Linked DNA regions of Gossypium hirsutum: region 1 is linked to region 2. Evidence: chromatin contacts called from public Hi-C data. All regions are on one chromosome and are shown on one strand. Each heading gives the region's core, a stretch centred on a gene start, on an enhancer-like site or on the middle of the called end of the contact. The rest is flanking DNA. Distances are from core to core; before and after follow the strand shown.

Region 1 (6,834 bases), core at 4,058-6,557, 180 kb after region 2:
AACATAAAAATCTTATTTTTTATTACATCTATGCCGCCTCATTTCTTGTTAATGGCTTAATTCTCATTTTAATCCTTTTTATTTTCTATTAATCTATAATTCAAGTTTTACCATTTACTCAATTTAGTCCTTTTTGCTATTTACCCTAAATTAAGCTAAATTCACCTAATTAAATCCTAATTAAACACACTACTAAGCTCATAAATATTCCTAATAATTATTTACGAATCCACTTTGTTAAGACGGGCCCGACAATGTACTTTTTCGATGCCCATAAATTTTGGGTCATTATACTTCACAATTACACCTTTCGACTCAGCCATCTCCATTAAATATTAATTTTTAAAATTTAAAGAATACACATTTAACTATGTATCAATTTTAGACATTATCAGGGTGTTAAAACTTTTCTTGCGCGTAACTAATTCTTGAATTCAATTTCTTTTCTAGATTCCAACACAAATCTAAAATTAACTTTCTTTAAAAAAAATTTTTAAAAAAATTCTCTTAAAAGGATAATTTTCTAGGTAACTGATCACACCTAGTAAAAAAATCAGTGGCGACTTTTCGTTTTTAATTGAAACATCATATTTTTCAAAACAAAAGTTTTGATTCTTTTAAAATTTTGACAAGCTAACTTTTAATTTCAATTGAAAATTGGTTGCGACATTTGCTCCTCCAATTGTTCCGACAAGTGGTATTAGAGCTTCAATTCAAAAGAAAGCTTACTTAAGATGATGCGTCTCAACATGACATGTTGAGTTAGAGATTTGTGGTTCTGTAAAAGGGAGAAAAAGGACACCTCGAGAGAGAGCTCGAAGGATGTGATGTCTTCTATGGAGACACGGTTTGCTAAGGTAGAGCAAGCCTTGTCAAATGCCCTAAGTTAGGCGGAGGATGTAATGACTCAAAAGTCAATAAAGTCAAAAAATACGGTTTCAGGATCCTGTTTCCGTAAACTAAGCCCATAAATATTAAATAAAAATATTTACAAAGTTATTATATAGGTGCACTGAAGTTTGGATAGATAATTTTACCGAATTAGTGATTACTTATGGTATAATGATTAAACTGTAAAAGTGGTAAAAGTTCAATTGCTATAGATTTTAATTAAAAAATGGACTAAAGACTAAAATGGAAATTATGCCACCTTAGAAATGATGCAGTTGATGGTTGGATGTTAAAATTTTTTTAATATTATAAAAAAATTATAATTAAATTAAATATGTAAAATAAATTATAATGAAAGTATAATATGGTAGAAGGAAAGAGAACATTGTTTCTCCATCCTTCAACTCCGAATATATCAAGAAGGACAAGAAGAATAAACGGCCTTAAGTGTTTCGATCCTTGAAGCTTCAATTGGTTAGTTCGATTTGGTTATTTTTTTTGTAATTATTATTTTTTGAAATCATGGAAGCTCAATCTAGATAGGTCATGTATCAATTTGTAAAATTGTTAAAGTTTTAGAAAGTTACCATTGTTAATTTCTTAAATTTTTAGGTATTAAGTTGATAAATTTTAAGCTTAGAGGAGAAAATGACTAAATTATAAAGTTAATCGATAGTTTTGTACATTAGAGACTAAAGTGAATAAATTGTAAAATTGCATGTAGAAATGAAAAATAGGAGGTTCCTAATGGATTATAATGAAATCGGAATTCAATTTAGATTTTTAAATTTAAAGTTATGTTAGTAACAGTTTTGGAGACTAAATTGAATAAAATATAAAATTTATATAAATTGACAATTGATTTTGAATTTGGTTGATTATTGATGATATTGTATGTTTACGCTATTTGTAGCTAACGTCGACCCAGATTCCTTGAGAGCAAAAGGAAAAGCTAAAGTCGTCGACAAATAGCTTGGAATTCTCAACCTTAAACTCTAAACTCTAAATCTAAAATCTTGAACCATAACCCAAAATTAGAAGCCCAAACCATAATCTTGAACCAATAACCTTGAATCCTCAAACCCTAAATCACCTTAAATTTAGAATCTCGAACCTTGTACCCAAAACCTAGAAGACCAAACTTTAAACTTGAACTCATACCCTTGAATTCGAAATCCTAAACTCTAATCACTAAATCTAAAATCTCAAACCTTGAACCCAAAACCTAAAAAACCCAAACCTTAAACTCAAACTAATATCTTTAACCTTTAAACCAAATCATAAACCCCATAACTATAAACCTTGAATCTAGAATCTCAAACCCTGAACTCAAAACATAAAAGTCCAAAACCTAAACTCAACCTCATAACCTTGAACCCAAACCCTATAGCAATGAACCTTAAACCCTAAATTTAAAATATCGAGTCTTGAATCCTAAACATTAAATTCAAACCCATAACCTTAAACTCAAACCTTAAACTCCAAGCTTGTAACTCATAACCCCGGACCCTTGAACCTTGAACATAAAACACGAATATTGAACCTTAAATCTCAAACTCAAACCCTAAACTTTAATGTTCAAGTTTCAAGATTTAAAGTTCAAGGTTTGAGTTCAAGATTTAAGATTTTGGGTTCGAGGTTCAGGGCAAAATAATTATCAAAATTATGTGTTAATAACATGGAAAAAAATTGCACAAAAATTACTATTTTTTTAAAAAAATTGATTGCACAAAAATAAAAAATATTAACTTATGAAAAAAAATAATTAAAATTTGCAAAAGAAGAAAAGATGGTTTGTTTATAATTTTATAAAATTAATTATTTTAAGTAATTTAATTAAAATTAAATTAAGTTAGAGAAAATATTAGATTAAGATGAGTGATAATAATATTTTATTATCTTTAAAATTTTATGACGTGTCACTATTTTATTAATGCCTATAAATTATACTTTTTATATCATCCTAAGATAATTTATTCTCATAAACTATTGACAATACCTAAGCTTACTTAACGAGAAGAAGTGACCAAGTATAACTCTAAAATTTTTAAAAAAATATCTTTAAAAGGATGGAAAGAATCTTAAAAGAAAGAAAAAAGAGCTCCGCTTTCAAACTTTTATAATAAAAAAAACTCTAGAAAGATAATTTTTTTAAAAAAAAAAGTAAATAAATATCGAAATTTCTTATACGAAAGCAAGAGGAAAGAAAAGCGAGAGAGAAAGAAGAGAAACTCATATTTGACTTGAGTAGTTACTTGGTTTTACATAACTTTTTCACCGATTGGTTTTAAAGGACCAATCGGAGAAGGTAGTTACAATAGACTATCAAACCATTACTAATGATATGCACAATATCACTTAAGCCTTTACACCCAATAAAACTCACGTCCCATTATATTTATCCCAAAATTCACCTGTTTCACTGAGTTATCCTATCCATTCTCGGCTCGAAAAATGGATATACAATTTTACTCAAGCCTAACTCGAATAAAAATATTAAAATTGGAACTCGGCCTAATTCACCTGCATTTAAAAATATAATACATCAAATGCATTAAAAATATTAAAATACATGTTTCCTAACAAATAAATAATAATAATACTTAAATAAAACTAAAAAAATATAACTTAACAAATAAATACATCTAAAATAATAGTAAATTTAATAATAAAACAAGAGTTATATAATATACAAATAATAACAGTAAAATAGTAACAATATAATAGTGAAATTATAGCAAAACAATAAAAAGTAGCAACATTTTCTTTTTTCTGTAAATTCGAGCCAGACTGGGCTCAGACTAAAAAACTTATTCAAGGCCTGACCCGTTAGAAAATAAACCTTATTTCCTTTATCTAAATCTATTTTTTAAACTTAAATAAACTTTGTCCTGCATCAATTTATTGATAATCAAAATGATTGGATTAAGCTAATTAATTAAACATGGTATCCACGCACGACAAAAGACATACATACACAAATCAAACCCATCATTCTTGTTGTGTCATGTCGTAGGCTTCAGCACAGCACAACATAAATAGTGAAGTTCTCACTTCAATGTCGGTCAACATTATGGTTGACTTTCAAAAATAAACATAAAACAAGAAAAAATTTGTTTTGTATTATCAATTTTTAATAGTTTTATGTCATATTAGTTGTTTTATTTTAAATTTCAGAATTTTAATTTAGGTTTGATTTCTTTTCTGAATGAAAATATTGATGTGGCATAAAATTATTGAAAAAGTAATATAAATAACATGACGTCACTGTTTCATATAATGTTTTCCTTTATCGACAAGTATTATTTTGTGTTATTAGTTGGAATTGTTGTTTATAATAAAAATTCATAACTTTTCAAGTTTATTTCTGAATTTAAAAAAAAATACTTTTATTGTTCATAAAAACATTTAATTTAAACACCAATAAAATTAAATACAACTTTAAATTTCTTAATAAATAAACAAACACCAACGAAAAGTGTGAACATTCAAACAACAATTTCTTTTCAAATACTTTTCACCAAATATAATGAAAGATACAAAATTATTTTTAATTATCTTTTACTCCATAATATTTACTTTTAAGGCATTGAATGGGTTGAAATTACTATAAGCTATGCTGTTATTAGACTTGTTCATGGTTAGGTCACCCGACTTGCAGTTTGAAAATTTGCCTGAAAAGTATGAGAGTTTAGATAAAAATATAGGCTTAAAAATAGGTTTGTACAAAAATATAAAACTCGTTTTCTAAACAGGATGTGCCTCGGGTAAATTTTTTTGGCTCAAGTCTAGCTCAATTTTTACTGTTTTGTCACTATTTTTTATTGTTTTGCTACCATTTCGCTATTATATTGTTAATATTTTATTGTTATTATTTAGATATTGTATAACTCTTATTTTATTATTTATTTTTCTATTATTTTAAAAGTATTTTTTTGCTAAGTTACATTTATCTCAATGTTCTTTAAGTTTTTTTTATTTGGAAATATTTATTTTAATATTTTTAGTATATTTGATGTATTATATTTTTATATAAAAATTTTAATATAGGCAGGGCGGGCTGGATCAGGTTCAGGTTTTAATATTTTTATTTGAGCCAAATTTTGGTAAAATTTTAGACTTATTTTTCGGGTCGGGTTGGGCCTAAGACTAAAAAATGGGTCTAAAATTTTTACTTGACCCGACCCATGGACAACTCTAGTCATAATTCAATTGTAAAATTATTAAACCTTCATATTTTTTATAAAAGAATAAATATTATTTTTGAAAATTTTATATTTTTTTTATAAATTTAAAAAACTTGGAACTAATAATAAAAATAATAATATTTGAAACACAACGTTAATAATTTCAACTAAAATTAAATTTATTACCTAATTTTTTCATGTTTATTAATGAATTAAGATTTTAAAACAGCCAAGGTGTTGTTATCCAGAAAATCATGAAGTTATTACTAGCAGCTGCAGAAATATAAACAGGGTTACCGCCTTGAATCACCGTTTTCTTTTTATCAAATATTTGAACCAAGGATTGGAATTTTCATTCTCAAGCTCATTGTAAGTAATCAAAAACTCCTTTTTAACTTTGATTCTTTCTTTGGGTTTCTTTTAAAAGCTAATTCTCAGTCAATTGAACTTGGAAACTGGATTTCCAATTACTGCTTGAAAATTTGATCATATGTTGACTTCCCACGGTTCGGTTTTTGCAATTCGACTTGTCTTTGACTTGGGTTGGTTAATTATTTGGCTATTAATCATTATTAAGGGATATTGATTGAAGAACTGATAGTGAGAGTGTCCTTTTGAACCCTTGTTTATTGCAGCTTGGGAATGAATAGTTGATAAAAATGGAAAGGTAATTTTGAATTTCGAATTACTGCTTGAAAATTTGATCAAAATTTGACTTTCCCAGATTTTGATTTTGCAAATGGACATGTGGACTTGTGTTGGTTAATTATTTTTGGAATTTTAGATTAGTAATAATGATGTTGAGAATTGAGATTGTCCTTTTGACACCTAGTTGTATTGCTGTTTATGTTTCTGCAGTTTGGCAATGAATATTTGATAAAATGGCAAGACAAACTAATACCCTTTTTCTTGAACAATGGTTGAGGACTAATATTGGTGGTATTAGCTACTCTGGTTCTGGACATTCTTCGCTGTCGACTTCTTCTTCGTCTGCTCGTGCCATAATTCAAGCTTGGTCTGAGATTCGGGATTCGCTTCAGAACCAAACATTTAATCCCCTCATCCTCCAATCATTGAAAACCCTCCTTAACTCACAAGCTTCTCTCCATGTTGCTGATCCTCAAGCCAAACTTCTTTTATCTGTACTCTCATCCCGAAGTTACGATCTTCCTTCCGAATCATATCCTATCTTGCTCAAGCTTCTTTATATTTGGGTGAGGAAGTCTTTCAGGCCATCCACTGTGCTTATTGATTCAGCTGTTGATGTCCTTTCTCATGTATTTGCTACTGAATTTGGTTTGAAGAAAAGTCCTTCCTTTCTTGCTGAAGGTATTCTTATTTTAGGGGCCATTTCATTTGTGCCTTCTGTGTCTGAAAGCTCGAAAATAGCATGCTCGGAGTTGCTTTGTAGGCTGTTGGAAGAAGATTATGAATTGGTTAGACTAGGAGAAGAAATTATCCCGGATGTGCTGGCTGGGATTGGATATGCATTATCTTCTTCTGTGGATGTTCATTTTGTTAGAGTTTGGGATTCTTTGTTGGGAATTTGGGGAAAGGAAGATGGGCCTCGTAGTACAGTTCCTACTGCTCTAATGATCTTGCATTTGGTTGAATGGGTTGTTTCTGGTTGCATAAAATCACGTTCTCTTAAGAAAATTGAAGCTTTCTCACAGCAGATATTAGGGACTTCGAAGGCGAGCTATGTTCCATTTGCTCTTGTTATGGTTGCAGCAGGAGTTTTGAGAGCTAGTAGACA
Region 2 (6,641 bases), core at 3,816-6,315:
ATAATTTTTTATTAATGAATGCAAACATACTGGCAAAAACTATTAGTAAATTTTTTAATAATCTGAGATAAAAATAAAAAAAAATTTATCTAAGGTTATTGGAAGAAAAAACAATAATCGGATATTAATGTTCTAAAAAAATTTAAGGAATCACATTATAAGTTATAATTTTCAATATCAAAATCAAATTTTGTTTATGTTTGGCCATGAATAAATAAAAATACTATTTAGTATTTGCTTATAAAATAATCGAGTGACTGACATAGTTATCGAAAAAACAAAATAATGGATTTTCAAATATAAACAAAATAATGGTTTTATATATTTGTAAATGATGCAGTAAAACCCTTATTAAAATTTCAAAGTCTAATAATTCTATGGGAACCTTTAGCAAGTAAAATCCTATATTAAAAATTAAGCATATACAGATTTCAGAAGATCACTCTTCTAAAGAAAGTCAAGTGTTTTATTATAATAAAAGCAAAGCATAAAAGCAACTTTTGAAACCATTTCTAGGCCTCAGCTTCTTAGAAACACATCTTCAGCAAATATATCATATACAAGCTGAGCATAGTAAAGAAAATGCAGAAATTGAAACATAGGAAGCAGCTACAATTCAATTGTCTTTTCATTAACAAGCATTCAACAGCCAAATTAAGTAAACTAAAGGACTTTAATTCCTATAGGAATCAAATTGCCATATCATTTTTACTCGACAAAAATATTCAATGAAAGCCAGAAATAACCAGTTGAAACAATAGCCCTTTAGCCATTAATTCTTTGCACAGAGCTCTACGTATCCAATAAGCTAAATCTAGAAATTCAATATATGTTGAACTGAACAAGAAGGGATTGAAACATAACCTGCCAGTATCAAAGGAAGTTGCAAACCGAGAAATTAAGATAGTTAAATCATAAATGTTTTCACCCTCAAACACAAGCCAAAGAGCCCATTCTGATGAAACAGAGGCATCAATGTTACTTAAGGACCTTCCTTTGTAATCAAACATGCTAGATATCAAATGAACATTCATCACCCCTTTTCTCTAGCATCAAATACTAACAAATTTAACTTCTAACTAGATAAGTAATAAACACAGGGTCCGGAAATTCTTTCTGTTTTGACTACATTGGATGCTGTTAGAACATCAAAAGCATGGATTAAAATCTAAGCTGCGACCAACGACACAGTAAGTGGTAACCAGAGAAGACTGTCGGCACAGATCAGTGAGAGCAAGTTACTATTACCGCGACAGAGGTGACATTCAGCATAACCAGGGGCCAAAATCTTTCAGTTACTATTCCCAACCACCAAATATATGAGCAAGAAACCAAGAACATAAAGGAACTAACCCAGAAACCGATTCACAAAACTATGGACAAGAAATTTAAAAAAAATAAAAAGATCAAAAATTTGCAAAAACCAACACATCTACTACAAAAACTTGCAGAAAAAAGTATATTTTATCAATGAACTAAAATATACAGAAACCCCTAACACATCCGGCTTCAAAAACTTGCAGAAACCAACAGATCCCCTACAAACCAAACTCGAGCAGAAGAAACCCCTAACCTAGAGCTTGCAAGTTTACCTTCGATGAACCAGCAGAGTTGAACCAGCACGCTAACGAGGCAAGCAAAGAGAAGAGGTGAACTAGCAGAGAAGACGAGGCAGAGATGATGAGGCTGTAATCATTAGGGTGAAGAGAGTGAAGAGAGGAGCTGTGGAAAATGTCTTACCACATAGAAATCGGTAAGACATTTTTCGGAAAGAATGAAATGATTTTACCCGTGTTTTGGAAAATGTTTTCCTTAGAAATTCATTTTCCAACAAAACAAACACCATAAAATCTAGAAAACGTTTTCCGGAAAATATTTTCCCCCTATCAAACAGACCGTTGGAAGCATTTCATTGCCTGCAGGCTATGTATGAAGGCCTTCTTTCGGCTTCCTTTGTGTTCTGTAACTTCTATTCAAGTAATATTTTCTTCTTTACTCGATGCTTTGGTTGTTGAACCTCTTTGATCAACATGCTGATTCTAGTGACAGAATTTTTTATTTTTGGGTTATAAAGGATGTCATCTGAGGGATTCATTTAGAGGCTCAAGCAAGCTTGAATTGTCCATATTACTATTAAAAAATAATAATATATTTTTATATTTTTTATTTAGTTTAAGGGTAAATTGCACTAACTGTCCCTAAACTTTGTTTAAATTACATTTCAATCACATAGCTTTCAAAAGTTACATGATCATCACTAACGTTACCAAATTGTTACATTTTTGTCACTCGGCCATTAACTTCTATTAAAAAAGTAACATTGCACTTATTTCAAAGGATTAATAGTTAATTTGGTCCTTAAGCTATAGTTAAAACATCATTTTTGATGTTTTAAAATTTTCTTAACAATGATTGTAAAAAAATAAAAAAATAAAAGTCTATAAAAAGTTTTAAAATTTTCTTAACAATTTTTTAACTATAGCTCAAGGACTAAATTAGTAACCCTTTGAATTAAAGTACAACATGATTTGATAATGTTAATGACTATTATATAATTTTTAAAAGTTAAGTGATTGAAATATAATTTTAAACAAAATTTAAGGACAATTAATATAATTTACCCTTAATTTAAATTATTATTTTTAATATTTTATTTCAAGTCGAGTCGGACTCATCCGATTTTAGAAAAACTTTGTCCACACTTCATCTAAGTCGGGCTGAACGGGTATTCTTGTCCTTTAGACAGGTCTTGTAGAATTGGAACTTGAATGTTAAGCTGTTTCACCCAAGATTCTCTTGTAGATTCCTTAGGATTTGCTAGTTACTGAATCTTTTAATTTGCAATTTAAGTCTTTCATTAAGTTAATGTCGGCATCTCCGATTTCTTGCTTTCATCGCCGGTCCAGCCAGCAAGATTCGTCATCTGTATGTTAATTTATCCCCATAGTCGTGTAGTAAATGGAACATTGCACATATTGTAGCTAAACATTTCTTCTTACAATGAGTGGTGGTATTTTGCTTGCCATATTCTCATGTAGTTTACATCTGTTCATACAATGAGTTGCTTGCTCCCAAGTTCATTCTTCCGGTAAAGGTGATCTCCGATCCGTATATTTTGAAGCTTCTTCTTCCCCTTGGAAGCCATCATTATATCAGTTTGATCAATGTGTTATAATGTTTATATGGTAAAAGCTGTGATGTCCTGTTCCATTAGTGAAGAGCCGATTGGCAGTGAGTTGAGCAAAAACAATAAGTTCAACAGCTCTCGTTTAGAGCATATTCTGCCTTGCTTAACTGGGCAGAGCCAACCATTTCCTGTTCGGAGTTCGTAATGTTATCAGAGTAATTTATAGTCGACTAATCATTTTATTGCAGCTTATCTCTCAATATCCTTTTAGAGCATCTCAAAGTAGATGATGACCGGAACGTAATTGAACTGCAGTATGTTAGTCGATTCCCTTGATGGCTTGCATATCAATTCCATTGAGGCCATTGATAAGCTTTTGTAAAGGCTGTGTAAGGGGTACAGGCAGAGACTACTTGGAGCATTGTATACCTAAAAGATGCTCATATTATAACATTAGAAACACCAAGCTCCGATCGCAACTCCAAGGTTCGTGGAAAACTGCTGCAAACATGAGAAGCCTAAGCTATGTTACTCGGACTCAAGTGGACTCGGAAACGAGTCTTTGTCAACATAAAGAACATTCAATTCCAAAGATAAGAATAGTTTCTACTAAAGACATTCTAGTCATATTCAAATGCAAATACATATCATAAATCGAAAAGCATCAGAAATAATAAGCACTAAAAAGAATCATACTACTTTTTTTCTAGACAATGAAACCAAGCTTTCCTTGTAACGAATGGATCGTCCTCTTAATACTTCCTTTGACCTCTCAATTTGCTTGGTTTTAGTATTATACCAAACAATTCTCCCATACCAATCACTAAGGACAAGAAGCTCACCATTGTTCTCAAAGCTCATCACCGGTCGAAACATTAGTCGATCTTCCAGGACCGGTACTTCGATCGTCAACTGCTTAATCCAAGAATCTGATACACCATATTCCTTCATCACCCATAAATCATAAACATGCATATTTACTTTTTGTTTGATGATCAAGGAAAAGAAATTTTGATATTCTATAATCAGTGCATTCAGAAAGTAATTCTCCTCTTGAAAATCAGGATGATTTGGCAAATTAAGCTCTCGAAATACCTCCTCATCAAATTGAAATGACATGATCATCCTCTTAGATGACTTTAGATTTCGTCCTCCCCAGTGAAAGGCTCTATCGAAATACCCTTTACCTTGGAATGAAGTTGTCAAAACGGACCTTGGATTTACTATTTTTGTACTTCTCCATGAATTCCTATTCCAGCTATAAACTTCAACCCCTAATGAAAATAGACAACAATTGGGGTCTCTAACATTTACTACAGAGTCCAGAAGCTTTACTACTACCACTTTATAATCATTAAATTTAGGACAAAACCCAAAGCCAATACTAAGAACAAAATCATTATAAGCATGATGACATTCCGGAAGCTCCAAAATTTCTCTAGTAGAAGGATTGCAGATATAAATACTCAACCTTTTATCTTCCTTCAAGAAGAAATATAAATTATTACTTAAACAAACTAATCCATTGATAGAACCAATCATGTATCCGGGTGATTCCCCAAATAAAATTTTGATCGACATCGAAACATCGATGCTGCTGCAATTAAGATATTGCTTAATGTACTTATAAGGACGAGATCCATAAAGCAGAAAACCAACACTACTTTTACCGTAATAATCGAGATGCATGGCGATGAAAACAGGATCTTCAATGAAATAACGCCATGATTTCTTAACGCATTTGAATCGAAGTAAACTCTTCACTGACAGTCTTGATAAGATATCTATTTCGATATCGTCCGGAACTTGAAAACTTGGTGCAATCTTCTCCCTTTTCACCATCTTTGTTTGCTAAAAAAGTAGAGGTTTTCTATCAAGGTATTGCCGGCGTAAACAGGTTTTTTTTTTTTTAATATTATATACATATTAAAATTGGACAGTTTCAAGCTAGCCTGTTCCACTAAACACGGGCAGCAACTCAAGAAAACTCCCAAATGAATTACTTTTTATTAAATTCAATCGACTACCAAATAAATTATTTTTTTTTATTTTAAAATGTCAAATAAGCAAATTTAATAAAAAAAATATAATATACTTAACAATTAAACTTAAATTTCAAAATTTCAAAATATAATAATTAAATTTTAAATTTATCATAATTTAATCATTCAAAATTTGTTAGTTCCACTTAAACCTGTTCATGAGTTAGGTTATCCACCCAAGCTCAAACGCCAGTTTGAAATTTGGGAGGATTTGGTAAAAAAACATTAGGCTCGAAAATGAGATTAGACAAAAAAATTAGGCCCAAAGGCCCGTTTTTAAGTTTATAATACTTAATATTATGTTATTTTTATATATTATATAATTTAGAACACATTAAAAAAATAAACATATACAAATATATAATACTACTCTAATTTAAACATTAAAATAATGTTAAGATGACTATATAAAAAATTTCAATAAATAAATATTAAAATAATATAATATAATATAAATATATTTTTTTAAAATAAAAATAATATGGACGGACTTAAAATGAACTTAAATTAGTCTTTTGCAAATATGGATGGATTTAAATAAAATTTTAAACTTAAATTTCAAACCGAGTCGAGCTTGGACAAGTTTAAAGTATGCACCATATTTAGACCCGGCCCATAAGCTCCTCTAGTTCCACTCCGTCGTCTCATTTCCACACTACCCAATTCAAACACGACTCCGTTATCATTATGCATCATCTCCTTGAGTTCCCTCATTCCTTGGGCTCGTCACTTGATACTCGTGTTGCAATTCTCTACAGAGTTTGATTCACTACTTGCTTCATACAACTGAATGTTCTTGCTTGATTCATTTTTTGAAACATACAACTCCCTCCATTTCACCATGTTGGTGCACAAGATGCAATGAGGTTTCAAATGCTGTTCTATGAGATTTAGTAGTAAAATTTTTCTCTAGTTAATGTCCCATAGACGTAGGTTACGTCCAAACATTGTTTTTTTTTTTTTGTTATTCTAATAGTCCATGTTTGCGTGTTTGTGTTACAAAAGGTGTGCCCACTTCACTAACCTCACCACATTACCAGTTCTAGTTTTCACACCTCAACTCTCTCCAACTGATTCACCATTAGCAGCATAGATCCAAAGCTAAAGGCCCTGCATCTTTAAAGGCTCTCCCCCAATCAAGATGAAATCACCCCATAGCCGAGCAGTCTTCTTAAATGTATAGTAAGACCACACGAGAATAGGTAAGCCGTGTAACTCTATTTTGCATTGTCCAAGGTTCAATGGTCGTGAACCATTCCTCAATGACAACCAGCTTAAGCTTTCCATCATCGTCAAACTGGATTTAAAATTACTATCTTCTTAACTTTAATGTCCAAGACTCCTTCCATTTTGATATTCTCTTTTTTAAGTGTTAAAAGTTTCATAATAACATCGAGGTATCCCCACCAAACTTCTCCAATCTTTGTACAACTTCATCGTTGATTTGCTCCTGTTATCACCTTCATATTTCT

Evidence for each region. Hi-C and Micro-C count contacts between places; a contact is called where the count stands out from the background.
Region 1: a contact with region 2 is called in a Hi-C map of leaf, with 2.3 times the contacts expected there. The contact joins the promoter of LOC107903358 here to the promoter of LOC121218600 in region 2. A contact is called at or near these places in 6 of 34 Hi-C or Micro-C datasets (hypocotyl, leaf and seedling).

The regions. Positions count from the first base shown.
Region 1 is chrD06:61,652,659-61,659,492 of Gossypium_hirsutum_v2.1, forward strand. LOC107903358 reads left to right here and starts at 5,308. Exons shown (of 7, transcript XR_005915075.1): 1 at 5,308-5,447; 2 at 5,937-6,834.
Region 2 is chrD06:61,468,952-61,475,592 of Gossypium_hirsutum_v2.1, forward strand. LOC121218600 (F-box protein At3g07870) reads right to left here and starts at 5,066. Exons shown (of 1, transcript XM_041096062.1): 1 at 2,991-5,066. The coding sequence starts at 4,969. The coding sequence ends at 3,818. It overlaps LOC107939523 (a long non-coding RNA gene), which reads right to left and starts at 2,115. Exons shown (of 2, transcript XR_001695135.2): 1 at 1,593-2,115.